Regions from separate parts of the Rattus norvegicus genome. Here region 1 is linked to region 2. The links are chromatin contacts, called in public Hi-C maps. All regions are on one chromosome and are shown on one strand. The core of a region is the stretch at or near the end of the contact, and the rest is flanking DNA. Distances in the headings are between cores, read along the strand shown. Region 1 overlaps LOC102547905 (a long non-coding RNA gene). Region 2 holds the start of Pten (phosphatase and tensin homolog).

Region 1 (6,753 bases), core at 2,969-5,468, 200 kb after region 2:
CTGAGGAAGAAAACAGCATCAAAAATGTAAATCTTTGGGGCTGGAGAGACGGCTCAGCAGTTAAGAGCACTGACTGCTCTTCCAGAGGTCCTGAGTTCAATTCCCAGCAACCGCATGCTGGCTCACAACCATCTGTAATGGGAACCGATGCCCTCTTATGCTGTGTCTAAAGACAGTTATAGTGTACTCATATACATAAAATAAATAAATAAATCCTAAAAGATCTTTCATAAAAAATAAAAACACTTCATTAAAAAACTGTAAGTCTTTGTACTAACATGCCTTAAATTGGGTAATATTAGATACAGTACTTAAAGTAAAAACAATTATAAAATAAACTAGATTTCATCCAAACTTAAATTTTATATTTCAGGGGCTGTCAAGAAAGTGCAAGAACTCATTGTGTGGTAGGCACTGTCTGCCAATCTCATCATCTGAGAAGAGTCTAGTACTTAGAATAAGCAAAGAATCTTACAACACGGCATTGAATGACAAAAACCAATTAAAACCGAACAAACCATTACAGTAACTATTTCTCCAGATACAATGTACAAATGAAGCTGTGTGGTGTCCCGTACCGATAATCCCAGCATTCAGAGGAGACTGAGGCAGGAGGACTGTGATGTCAAGACTGTCTGTGCAACGTCAGGAGACTCTGGATTAATCCCCTGACATGTATACACACAAGTGGTCAATGCTCAATGTCAAGCCATCTGAGAAATGTAAGTCAAAGGCACAATGAGGTACCCTTTCACGCCTAGTAGGGTGGCAGTCATCACTATCGTTACCATGGCCATCATCAATTATCCTGAGATAATAACAGAGGTAAGTGTGGTGGTTTAAATAAAAATGGCCCCAAAGCTCCATAGGGATGACATTATTAGGAGGTGCGGCCTTGTTGAAAGAAGTGTGTCAGTAGGGGCTTTGAGGTCTTAGACGCTGAAGCCAGGTTCAGTGTGCCTCAATCTCTTCCTGCTGCCTCTCAATTCAGATGGAGAGCTCTCCGCTCCTTCTCCAGCACCATAACCCCGTCTGCCTGCATGCTGCCATGCTTCCTGCCATGGTGAATAAATATGGACTAAACCTCTGATCTGTAAGCCAGCCCCAGTTAAATGCTTTCCTTGATGAGAGTTGCCATGGTCACGGTGTCTCTTCACAGCAGTACAAAGCCCTAAGATCATGAGAGTAAAGGGAAACTGTAATCCTTCTACATTGCATGTGGGGATGTAAAATGGGGTAGCCACCTTTGAAGATCAGCTCCCACTAACCCCCCAAATTATGTGTATGGTTCACATCTGGTCTCAGCGATTCTTCTTTTAGGTATATGCCTGGAGAACTGGAGGCCTACACAGATGTTTATAAATAGAAAGGATCACCGTGTTCACCAACTGATGAGTGATGTCCATCAGCTCTGTAGTATAACTACACAGAGTGTCGTACGGGGGAACAGAGTGAACCAACACATGCGTAATATGGGTGAACTTTGAAAACATAAAGTAAGTAAAATAACCGTTACTAAGGGCAGCATATTATATAGTCGCACCAATGACACATTTAGAATAGAAAAGCCCACAGAAATGAAGAAGAGCTTAGCTAACCGTTGACAGATGAGGGAGTGAAGAGGAATGAGAATGACTCTTGAGACAGTGAACATCCTCAACAATGCAGCATTGGCTACCCAATGCTGTGGCTATGAACTCACGGGAGGGGAAAGTTAGTCAATACAATTCTTATGGTGTCATCTGAATGCCCAAGTGTCTTCCAATGACATGGAAATAAAGAAGAATGTAAAGAAAGTTACAGAGCCGGCAGGGTAAGGGCAGATTCAGTCAGTAGTATATTCGTTTAGAACAGGTGTGACAAGAGAGAATCTGGAGATGAGGCTGAAGTGAGATGTTGGGTCTCGAACTTCCAGTCAGCCTGTGGGTCTCTGAGTGAGTTTCACATATCATGTCTATCATGTCGGGCCACTGCTCTTCCAGGTGCTTGAACAAAGAGAGAGGCTTGGCAGTATAAGTGAGGGTGACATTAAACAAACACTGCACGCCGGAAACACATTTGATAGGTACTCCTCGGCGTGATGCAATCCAGGAATGTGCAGGTATTCTGGGTACACTTACAGAAGTCATGTTCGGGGAGATGTGGTGAGAGTGATGTCATAGGAAGAGCTGTTGGTGGGTCTCAAACACCCCCTCTCGAGGTGCTGGCAGAGCAAGGAAGCAATGAAGCGTCTTTCCACGGAGACAGCTGTGGGCTGAATGTTGAGCGCTCTCTGTCATGCTTCATCCTTCCAGCTACTGTGGGAGAAATGATACTCACGACTGTTCAGGAGCTGACGATGGACTGGTCTAGCAGATCTTGCTTTCTCCGTCACCAGAAGCAAGGATCCAGGGACCTCCCTGACTCTTTCCTCCCTGCTTAGGGAGGCATTTGCAAATGTCATCACAAAGTTTCTTGGGTCAGGGTCACTTCCTTGCTTTAGTTTGTCCAAGTGAGAGTTGTCAAAAATGGACTAGATCCTTCCAGAGTTGGCACCAGTACAGGGGAGGGGAGGAGGACAGAGCACAGAGAGCAATCTCGTTGAACACCACCCCTCCACAATAAACATTATATTCCTCACGGGAGGCGCATGTTTGCTTTATGAATATATTCTGTGCTATTCTTTTATTCCTCCCCCTTCCCCATATTTCTTCACTATTCATCCTTGCCTGCCCCTGTCCCACAATAAGTCCCTAGGTTCTAGTCACAGCACGGCTAAGGCAAGATGTTAAGAAACCTGTCAGGACAGCTGCTCTGGTCCTGTGCTTTACGAGCTGCTCAGAGTGTGCTTCAGCTGTAGGGAAGCTCAAAGGGAAGTCCAGGCTTTAGCTCTGATGAGCAAAGCTAACACAAAGGTTGCTCACTGCAAGCCAGAGCACAGCCTCCTAAAACCCATCCTTCTGACTCACAGGACAGAGACCTCCTCAAGCTCCTTGGTCAGAATCTGCCGAGGCTCCAGGTGTCAGAATCTGCCAAGGCTCCACCCACCGGCGGCTTTCTGTGAGCAGGTGTGCATGGAACTTTGGATCCCATGTTTTGAAATTTGTAATCTGAGGCCCTCAGAGGTCACAGGCACCATCTAAGGGGAGGGATTTGAGGCAAAAGGGGGATTATGTTTCTGACTTCTACCTCATGAGAGGAAAGAACCAACCCAGTTAACAGAGAGTCCTTAATGAGGGTTGAATGTGTGAGGGTCTGTCTTGGGGGGATGCAGTCCAGAGAACTCTCGTTCATCCCTTTCTCTCTGCACACACTGTTCTCTGAGCTCCATGGCTTCCTGTTTCCTTGTCAGACTTCATATAAGCATTTGCGGAGGGTAGAGCAGGTGTTAGGCTCCACAGCCAGGATGCAGAAGCAGGTGGAGGGCATCAGATGTGAATGACACTTGGGCCGGAGCTCAACAAGTTCCCCTTTTAGTGAGCAGTAAAGGACCAGACATGACTGTAATCTCTGTTTATGATTTGAGTACTCAGGAGAAATGACTCATTTCAGCAGACGAAAAAGAACTCTGGTGGGCAAGAATGTGCAAGGCCAACGAGAGCTTCAAATGCTTTGAAGAAAGAATATGACCTGAGAGTGTCCCCACAGGCTCTGTAGGTCTCTCATAAACCTAGCTGACACACCGAGTAGTTCTCCAACCCTTTGCTTCCGATCTCAGCCAATCGTCTCCTTTGTGATCACACAGTTGTAGGGTGTGCTAGGTGGGAACAATTCTTGCCTCTATTAAATGATGCTTAAATATAATATGTGTAATTCTTATAAGGCAGTCTTGGCCAAAATAGAAAATCCTGTTGCTGTGCCACTTCACCTCCCACTCTCCCACTCCTACGTTCACACCACACCATCCTACAAGGTTTTTTGCTTGTTTTCTTTTCCTTTCCTTTCTTTTCTTTTCTTTTCTTTTCTTTTCTTTTTTTTTTAAGTACTTAAAGCCATTGCTTCCCAGGAAAGTGTGTTCCTTGAAGAGTTGGCTGTGGTCTGGACAACTACCTCAGATTGCCTCAGTGGAAAGGAGGGTGACCAGGCCAGTTGTGCTGAGCATAGGTTTTGCAGATGGGGGACCTGGGGAGCTGAGGGGTAGTGGCAGCTCAGTCTTTCATCTGGGCTCCTCTATTGTGCTGGTTGCTATTGGTTCTCTTCCTTTCATTAAAGTACAGTGGTTGTTCGCTACAGAGGCTTTTGTTCAGAGGGAAACAATGCTTCTATGTTCCAACAGGAAAAGCGTCAGCAGTGGGAGGAGAGCAGGGGTGGGAATCTCCCTACAGAGCCCTCTGGTGGATTTTTTTCAGTATGCACAGCGTCTGCCTCATGAAAGAATGGCTTCCTCCAGCTCGTGAAGACCCCCGGATGTACTGATGACCGCCTGTTGTGGCTTTCAGGGCCCTGCAGGATCTGCTGGCCCTCCTGATGGCCTGCATCTCCAGCTCCACTCACTGGCTATTCTGTTCAGGGTGCCTTCTCCAGCAGTTTCTCTAGTTTGGTCTTGGTCCACCACTCCCACTTAGCTTCATCAAACACTGGCTACTAAGCAGTCCCTACCCCAAGCCGTTCTCACCAAGGGCCTTTTACTTCAGCCATCTGCCTCTTGGCAGGATCTGAAACAACTTTGCTCAGCAGCTGTTGGTCCAGGGCAGTAAGACCGTCCTGTCTGTTTCATGTCTGTGCCCCGACATGCAATTGAGTATCTGGCTTTTATTGGGCACGTGAAGAAACAAATAACAAAGACAGACAACATGGCAAGGGAGACACTTTGGGGTCTTCTGCCATGGTTTGTCAGAGGTTGCGTGGGATGCCTCCTATGCTGAGGAAGGGTGTGTCTGCAGAGTTGGTATCCTCACTAACGGTCGCCTGGGGTGTAGGAACAGTTGAACTGAGGAATTGTCTTTATCCCACTGGTCTGTGGACATGCCTGAGAAGTACCGTCTAGACTGCTAACTGATATAGGGCCACCATGGATGGTCCCATACCTAGGCAGTTGATTTGGGCTTATATAAGAAAGTAGGTTAAGCTTGAGCCAGAGAGTAGACCAATGAGCAGCCCCAACATCCCTCAGTGACTGACTGTGACCTGGAAACGTGAGCCAATGAAACGCGTTCCTCTTGGAGTTGCATTTGACCACACTGTTTTATTACAGTAACAAGGGAACCAGACCAGTTTGCCTCCCCTCTTCTCTGGGATTAGAGTTGGGTTCCCAGGAATTAGGGACTTCCCTTTATCTTTCTCATTCTCTTTCCTGCACTAGTTTTCCCAGGGCTCATCCTCACGCTCTTTAACAGTGATAACAGAGGCTACAACTATATAGAAACCCGACTGCCATCTTTGAAGACCTCCAATTTTCGGACACTTCCAAATATTCTACCTAAAGGCATTGGTCCATCAAGGGAAACCCATGCTTCATCAGCTGAAATGCTCCTGATCAACTTTCTTTACTGTGGGGACATTTGAGGTCCTTATCTCCATCCCAGTGTATCCAGCAACCTGTCTCTTACATTGATGAAGACAAATCATTGGCAGTCAGAGGCCAAGGTTCCATTTGTTCAGCATTTGCAGAGAGGAGCCCTCAGATTCCAGAGGCATCTGTCAGTTGCTACCAGACATAGGGTATGTCTGGTCCTGGATTTGGTCAACTCTGTGTGTGTGTGTGTGTGTGTGTGTGTGTGTGTGTGTGTGTGTGTCTGTGTCTGTGTACAAGCATGTGTGCATGCACATATGTGCGCATACATGCATACACAAATGTTTTCTTTCCTGTTGACAACTGGAGAGATTAATCTGAACCAGCAGGGTAATAAGTACATCAGCCGTTCTCCAAATTCTTTGACAGTTCTTCTCTGGTAACCATCCTGGTCTCTAGCTCTCGCTTTTTTCCCCTTTCTGGCTGCACTCCTGCTGTTGTTTTAGCCCATGTTAATGCAAGCCTGCAACCCAGTCTCTTCCCTGAGTTCCACCAACCCAAGTCCCTAAGAGCCACTTATTCCTGGAAGTCTGTAGGAAAGATTTCATGGCAGATTTGAAAGGCAGATGAAGAGGCTTTTATTTTGAGGGTCCACACCTTCATGGTGACATTCTGCCCCTCCCCCATGCTTGCCAATGAACCAGTGTGAAGCCCTCGCCCCTCTGGTTAGTTGTGGCTTTTCTTTGTCTTCTATTCTCCTTCTGTTAGTTGCCCCTGTACATCCCTTTCTGTTATTAGTTATCTGAAGCCATTCAACTCTTCCATGAGCCTCTCTCGGTCTCAATTAGCTAGGGGTCATTTGCATATCCAAAGTCATCCTGGCTCTCAAGTTTTCTAAGAGTCACTCTCCTTAGAAAGTAATTATGATTTACAGAGAATTCCTTTTTTTTTTTTTTTTCAAGGAAAGGCCAGTGGGATCCCAAGGTCCTCCAGCCACTCAGACAACTCTGAAATGCCTGAGCTGGGGGTAGCTTTTCAGAGGGCTAGGCAGAATCTCACTGCTGTCTTCTGAAATGATAAAAAAAAAAAAGGGTGGTGGTGGTGGTGCAGATGAGTCGTTAAAGTCCCCACATCAAAGTTGAAAGAGTAGCTTTACTCTATAGGATACTCAGAAGCCCCAAAGGTCTGTCTGCCCTTCTGCTGGGGATGTCTTTCCATCTTGGGTGAATTAGGGATTATCATGTGGTTCTCTCAACATGGAATTTACGAAGGAAAAAAAAAAGAAAGGAAGGAAAAGTACTCATCATTCCATCTTTTGTACT
Region 2 (7,600 bases), core at 2,191-4,690:
AAATATTTTCTGTTGTTCTCTGTCCTGTCCTATTCACATCCTTTGAGTGGAATAAAGAAGTGAAAAACACCAACATTTTTTTAAAAAGGTTGCACTGAAACATACTTAATGCTGTGAAAGGAAGTGGAGGGGCTGGAGAGATGGCTTAGCAGTTAAGAGCACAGGCTGCTCTTCTCAGGGTCCTGAGTTCAAATCCCAGCAATCACAATGTGGCTCACAACTATTTGTAATGAGATCTGATGCCCTCTTCTGGTGTCTCTGAAGACAGCTACAGTGTACTTATATATAATAAATAGATAAATCTTAAAAAACAAAACAAAACAAAGGAAGTCGGTATTTTTTTTTTTAGAAACTCCCAACAAGACCTGATGGTGTCAGCTGATGTCAGAGGGGCCACACACCTGCCCACTCTGTGTGTCTGCTCATTCACCATTGGAGAGTAGCTGAGCCGGAAGCACAGAGAAGCAGCTAGCTGGGTTTCAGTTTTCTTCCCTCACTTGGTGGTGCTTATGGGCTGGGGTCATGTTCCAGGACTTCAGTGCTACAATGTGCATCCCTGTGCTCTACAGTGATGCTCTGGAAACAGAAAGGGATTCTTTTTCCTCCAGCCAGGCATCAGGAAGGGTAGGGATGAATGTCTTTTTCTTTAGAGGATGATTTCCAAGCTTCTTAGACACTCAGAGGAAAGTCACACAAGATGCCTCCAGGGAAGAGGCAAAAGAAGCTTAGTGACAGGGACTCTGGGGACAGGAACATATGCGGGCCATTTCCCCTCTTCAACCTACTTCTCTTGATGGAAATTCATCCTTATTTCCCCCACCAAGCAGTAGTAGACACTCTACTGAGCACAATTTAGGTTTTTACTACGTATCTCAGCTAACACTTTGGCATTGGGGATTCTGTGTAAAACAGATCTCCATCTTAGATTAGGCTGTGTGAGTAAAATTTATTTACATCTTTAGAAACCAAATAGAGCCCTCTCATCTATTGCTTTGAGATGGCTCTCATTGGTCATCCCTGCAATCCCTCCCTCAACTGAACAGAACCTTGCCCTCAAACAGCCTGCAATAAACATCCAGGCTTTCTTAGTTGGGGCAGCTAATCCTGCAGAGAGCTCTTTAAAGGATGCATCTAAATGCAAGGTTTGCGTAGCTTCAGAGAGCTCTAATAGAACTGTAAATATCCCTGGTTTAATTAGCAGTCCTGCAGTTAGGTAATGGCCCACAGCTCTCTGAGCCTGGCCTCTTGAGGTTTCTAGGCTTCAGGGGCTGCCTGCAACTATGCCGTGGACATAACGAAATTTTCTTTCTCTTATACTTCATAAACCCTCAGCTGGCCTTTCCTAGACACCTACTCGCAATTATTGCAATACTCATGATAACTGATTATTATTCTCCAAATTTCTAAAATGACCCAGGGCTTCAGCTTGGGTCTCAGGTCAGAAATACTTTAGAACTCAAATTGCCACCCCGAGAACTAAGTCTCCTGGGAAAAGAACAATAAGGAAGAAATCCCTACCTACATCGGAGTTGATGTCATTTTTTCTCCAAGCTCAAGGTGATCGCTTGCTTTGTGGCTGGCTGGTGGGGGAGGAGGGGCTGTGCGCTAGTTATCAGCATTTCTGAACCAGCTCTCTCAACCGCGACAGGTCAGCCAATCCCGGCAGTAAGCTTTTACTTGACAGGTTCGTTCTGGGCTGACAGCCATTGACTAGGTGCTCAGATAAGTCACTTGGCTGAGTCTACGGTAGGTGGGGCGCGCTCACCAGTTCAGGGGCAGTGACTGGAAGTTTGTTGCAACATCGGTAAGCCCAAGCAGCCAGCAGCAACAGGAGATACCCTTTTGCCCCACGAGTACAGATCTAGAAAGGGTTCACCTCATTAAGCGGAGATGCGTCAAACCCCCTAGGGCCCTGCCTTTTCTCCCACGGTTGGGAACGCGCGGTGTGGGCAGATCCAGAGCAGAAGTCTCGTGTCCCGGCCTTCTGGCTAGCTCTATGGGTTACAAGCGAAAGGGAGGAACAGCTTGGGGACTCTCAGCGTCAGCGTTCACAAACCGGCGGCGGCCAGCAGAGAGGGGTGGCGGGGGCACGTGCTTGGATGTGGCTGCTTGTGTAACCAGCTCCCCAGGCGCTTGGCCCCGACAGCGCTCCTGCGGACCGCTCGTGGGTGCTATTCTCCGCTCTGACTCCGAAGAGAGGGGTTCAGCTGCCTACACGGGGCATGGGGTCCCGGAAGATCATCTAATAGAGAAGAGGGGACCAAGCTCCTGCCTCAGGAGCACACAGATAGGGGAATGGGAATTTGGAAAGTTCCCCAACTAGGACCACACGTGACCTCCTCCTGAAAGTAGTTCCGACTGCGGCTCATGTATCCTTCCACCTAGCCTTTGAGCCCTCCCAGGCCTGCTCGCCCCGCCCACTCGCTGGCTGCAGCTTCCGACCGTCCCATACTCCACACCCGGGCTCAGTAACCGGGTCCTCGAACGTGCACCGTCCGACAGGGTCAGAACTTGGCCACCGCGATCCAATTCTGCCGGGTTTTCTTAGCGGCCACGAAGGGGGAGGGGCGGCTTATCTCCTAGAAGATGGAGCCTGACTGTGATCCGGTGGACCTACCGCTGCGGGGAGCTGCGGGGCTCTTCGCCGGGAGGTGGAGGGGTGTGTGTGAGGTGCACTCTATTCACGGAGATCCACTTTGTCTACCCAGGGGTGTCCTTTGGGCCCTGGAAACTCAGGGGCAGATGTCAATGTACACGCCCCGTATGCACAATCATCATGCTTGGCTGGGAGCGTTCATCTTTCGGGCAAATGAACCCAGCTGCCTGGGAAGCAAGAGGCGGGGCAGGGAACCGGAGCCCGATGAGGTGACCCACGCGGGAGACACAATAGGGGGTTGTTCTTTGTGCAAAGACTGACACCTTGAGGACACCGTGGGGGTGAGGTGCGCTGTCTAGGTAAAGACTTGCCGCCGACAAATCCTAGGAAGCACTGCAATCTGACCACAGCGCAGGGCAGGGCGTGCAAGCCGCTCGAAAGAAACACAGGGACCTACGCAGGAAGGGTGAACCTGGCCCTGAGGTTCCTAGGGTGCTGACCAACGCGGTCAGCTAGTCCGATCCACCTGTGAGCGGTCAGCGATCCTGCTCCGCGCACCCTCGCTCGGCCACAACCTGCCCTACCCTTTGCCGGGTCTCTGCGCTGAGGCCGAAGCCGGCGTAGCTCCAGGAGCGAGCCGCGGCCACACTGGGCATGCTCCGCGGCGCTCCCCGCCCCTGTCCCACCGACGCCCCGCCCCTCCCCGCCCCGCCCCTCCCCCGGCTCGGCGCCCGCCTCTCGCCTCCCTCCGGCTTCGGAGGCGCCCGGCTCTCCCGGCTGGGTGGCGGAGGGGGCGGGCTGGCCGGCGCACGGTGATGTGGCGGGACTCTTTGTGCACTGCGGCAGGATATGCGCTTGGGCGTCGGGACGCGGCTGCGCTCAGCTCTCTCCTCTCGGAAGCTGCAGCCATGATGGAAGTTTGAGAGTTGAGCCGCTGTGAGGCCAGGCCCGGCGCAGGCGAGGGAGATGAGAGACGGCGGCGGCCGCGGCCCAGAGCCCCTCTCAGCGCCTGTGAGCAGCCGCGGGGGCAGCGCCCTCGGGGAGCCGGCCGGGCGGCGGCGGCGGCAGCGGCGGCGGGCCTCGCCTCCTCGTCGTCTGTTCTAACCGGGCAGCCTCTGAGCAGCTTCGGAAAGAGACGGTGGAAGCCGTGGGCTCGGGCGGGAGCCGGCGCAGGCTCGGCGGCTGCACCTCCCGCTCCTGGAGCGGGGGGGAGAAGCGGCGGCGGCGGCCGCGGCTCCGGGGAGGGGGTCGGAGTCGCCTGTCACCATTGCCAGGGCTGGGAACGCCGGAGAGTTGCTCTCTCCCCTTCTCCTGCCTCCAACACGGCGGCGGCGGCGGCGGCACGTCCAGGGACCCGGGCCGGTGTTAAGCCTCCCGTCCGCCGCCGCCGCACCCCCCCTGGCCCGGGCTCCGGAGGCCGCCGGAGGAGGCAGCCGCTGCGAGGATTATCCGTCTTCTCCCCATTCCGCTGCTTCGGCTGCCAGGCCTCTGGCTGCTGAGGAGAAGCAGGCCCAGTCGCTGCAACCATCCAGCAGCCGCCGCAGCAGCCATTACCCGGCTGCGGTCCAGGGCCAAGCGGCAGCAGAGCGAGGGGCATCAGCGACCGCCAAGTCCAGAGCCATTTCCATCCTGCAGAAGAAGCCTCGCCACCAGCAGCTTCTGCCATCTCTCTCCTCCTTTTTCTTCAGCCACAGGCTCCCAGACATGACAGCCATCATCAAAGAGATCGTTAGCAGAAACAAAAGGAGATATCAAGAGGATGGATTCGACTTAGACTTGACCTGTATCCATTTCTGCGGCTGTTCCTCTTTGCTTTTCTGTCACTCTGATAACGTGGGAGTAGACGGATGCGAAAATTTTCTGTAGTTGGGGTGACTATAACGTTTAATACTGGTCGCGTTTCTAGATCGTGTATTTTCTGTCTCTTCCAGTGTATTCAACCTAGGGAGTGTTCGGCTAGACGGAACTCATGCCTGCTTGCAAGTGTCAAGGCACGGATTGGTTTCTTGTCGAGCTCTGTGGTTTGTTCTTAAAATCTATTGTCCGTTAATGCAGAGTACTGTACACTGGATTAGTCGGCTCGTCAATCGAGCCTTCTAAATGAACTAAAAAAAATAGACGCTGTGGTGTCGTGCATATTTCGATTAGATCGTGACTTAGGCCCTAGATCTAGGGTATAGATCAGATTAAAATGAAAGTCCGTGCAGCACGTAGGCATATTGCCTCAGAATCTTGCAGTGATTTTTTTTTTTTTTTTAGTTTCCTGGGTTGCATTGGAAGATTTTTCTAAAATGTGACTTGTGGACTGATTTGCATAACTTTATAAGCATGGTCATCTTCAGCCTAGACCGTGCACATTTGAGGGTAGAAGTAGGTTTGTGTGTTTAAACTGAGGTAATTACAACTTTGGAGCTGCATTTAGAAGTTTTGTAGTTTGAAATCAATAGTATTATTGGAGCTTTTAATAGAACTTTTTTAAATTAGACTTTCCTGATGGGGCGTGGGATAGGATATGAAATTTGCATTTCAGTAGTATGTTCATTCACTTGGCCTTGCCATACATGATAGAATGGAGATGGAGTAGTTTTTGATCCCAGATGATGGTGTCTGTGGGAGTTTAGGGATGCTGTGTCTGTATGGCAAATGACTGCAGAGGTTAAACTCAGCTCTCACGTGAGATTTAAGGAGTAGCATGAATTTGCTGCTTTTTTTTTTTTTTTTTTTTTGGTTTCAGGTGCTCTGACCCGTTGACTTATCTGTGTGTTTTACCCTGTTTTGTGTAGAACATCAAATATAATTTAGCCAGCTAATAGCCAGACATACTGGCAAGAATGGATCACCATCTCCAGACTGTAGGTATGCTAGCTCTCTGCATACAGTAATTTACTGAGTCAGCTTGTTGAATAAGAGAAACCCAAGAATTTTAACGGCGTAGAGTCGTGATCGTCTAAAAGTTAGGTCTTTGTACTTCAAAAGTTCGTGGTTTAAAGCATTTACCGTTGCAGTTTCAGGTATGGCAGGGGTAGGAAAGAGAGGCCTCCTCTTTTGCAGAGTGGGAAGTATTGACAGAAATTGAGAGGTTTTGGGAGGCCAGTGTGTCAGGTGTGTGAAAACACAAGTTGCAGGTCTGAAGAAACAGCCTTTAAATGATTGGGCCTTTTGTTACAACCCAAAATTTTGTTATGTGACAAGCATTGAAGTGAACAGTAAGTATTTAGTTAAAATTATGTAATTGCGTAATCAGTAATAAGATATTCTTTGCAAAAGGTATTTCTTAGTTACTATTAGTAGATATTTTCATAAGATAGAAGGACAGCAGCAACTTGTCTATACATGTCCGGCTAATAGCATTATGGGACACTTTATTTATTGAAGAAAAATTTTCACTTGGAAGAGGTTTGATGGATTGCGTTAATGGTGTAAAAAGCATAGCTAATTTTGATGGAGTTTTTGTTCTGAAATGAAGATGAAGCTCACTGAAGAGCTGGCTTCACAGAGGCTAATTTTCTTTCAAGCTAAAAATACAGTTTGAGAGGAATCTTTAATTTTTGAGTTTGCATTAATTGAGAAAGCTTCACTCAGGGTGAACTTGACCCTTCTAAAAGATAATTGGAGAAAATTCCAAGTTGTCACTTGCTTCAAGGCAGTTTACTGTTGGTACAAATTAATGATAGTAATCTTCATCTAGAAGGAATAGTCAGGTACCTATTTAATTAAAAAAAAAACCCACATTCAAAGAAAGATCTAGAATGCCTGATAGACTTCTCGAAGCTTCCAAAGTACACTTCTGCTTTGCTTTGCCCTTCCCATAGGACTTCAAGATTATTTTGTAAATTTTTTTTTAGTATGAGAGTGACGTGATTGCAGTTCCTTATTTGATTTCATAGTGCATGGGCTTCTGCATGTGCAATTTATGTGGCTTAGAAATCCAGACCTGTACTTTTAGTTATGGTATGCATAGAAAGCAGTATCAAATATTGCATCAAATGACTAATAACACTTAATTTCTAGAGCTGTGGTTTGATTGAGCCCAATGTTGATGTGAAAACGAGTCAGTAGGGGAAAAGTCAGTGCTCTTCCGAGAGGGGTGCTCATATTAGTTTTGATAAGCCAGAGGGCTTGCTTCCTCATTAGGGTTTTCTGTGTTTGGGGGCAGGGATTAAAATGATCATTGAAGATTCGTGCTGGTCAGTGTTGGCAATGAGGTTGGCCAAGTTAAATTCCATTATGAAAGTAATAACTTGGCTACTTTTATTTGCTGAAGGCAAAATTGAATTACTGTAAGAATTTGTTTGGTTGGATATTATTCTTAACAGTATGGAATGTGAGAAAGCAAGAGTTAATGTCTAAAGGACATGGAAGGTTCAGACTTCTGGTACAGCCTTTTTTGTTTGGTAGATATACTTTTCAAACACTTAGCACAGGAATATTAGTACCTCATAGCGAGAATAGTGATTATTATTAACATTAGCTGTTTTGTTAAAGGCAAGTGATTGTTGCAAGTAATTATGGTTTCCTTTTTAAAAGACTCTACAATCTTTATCTTGCCTTTTTCATAGACATTTGTGTTTCTTTCCTGAAAAACATGACTAGTATAATTTGCAAATATCAGTGGGTCAAAAGGAGTAATTTTCAGTTACGTATAATTCAGTATAAGGAAAGGAAGTTTTATTACTGTCAATTTTAAAGTTTACACAGCAATAGAGTGATGTAGACTGAGATTCCTTATAAAATATTAAAGATTAAATGATTCAAGTTAAATATGATGATATATAACTTGGTTAATTTTAGACTTACATTTAGAAATTCGTGGCCTTTAAAATTTTTATTCTAGTAACTGGAGAAAGGCAGATAGTGTATTATAATTTTAGTATGGAACATTATATCTAACTTATAATTACATAAAATTTATAAGTAAGTATTATGAAATAGCTTACCTTCTGGAAATGAATTCAGTTCTTATTTTCAAATGTTACAACATGAGATTTGTCTTTTTTTGCTGTT

The links. A called contact is a pair of places that touch in the nucleus more often than the background predicts.
Region 1: a Hi-C map of Schwann cells shows a contact between it and region 2, with 6 times the contacts expected there. The contact joins the enhancer-like site here to the promoter of Pten in region 2. A contact is called at or near these places in 6 of 12 Hi-C or Micro-C datasets (the A7r5 cell line, Schwann cells, frontal cortex and 2 more) and 1 of 1 datasets of contacts at active chromatin or transcription factors (oligodendrocytes).

Annotation. Positions count from the first base shown.
Region 1 is chr1:240,242,458-240,249,210 of GRCr8, forward strand. LOC102547905 (a long non-coding RNA gene) reads left to right here. Exons shown (of 5, transcript XR_005499647.2): 4 at 374-1,496; 5 at 2,295-2,619. Among named protein-coding and RNA genes, the nearest start is that of Pten, 200 kb to the left of the region's middle. Within about 2 kb of position 4,219, at least 20 of the 93 cell types and tissues checked have an H3K27ac peak or open chromatin away from gene starts, as enhancers often do. A contact at or near this core is called in the A7r5 cell line and Schwann cells, where this site is marked.
Region 2 is chr1:240,040,267-240,047,866 of GRCr8, forward strand. Pten (phosphatase and tensin homolog) reads left to right here and starts at 3,441. Exons shown (of 9, transcript NM_031606.2): 1 at 3,441-4,379. The coding sequence starts at 4,301.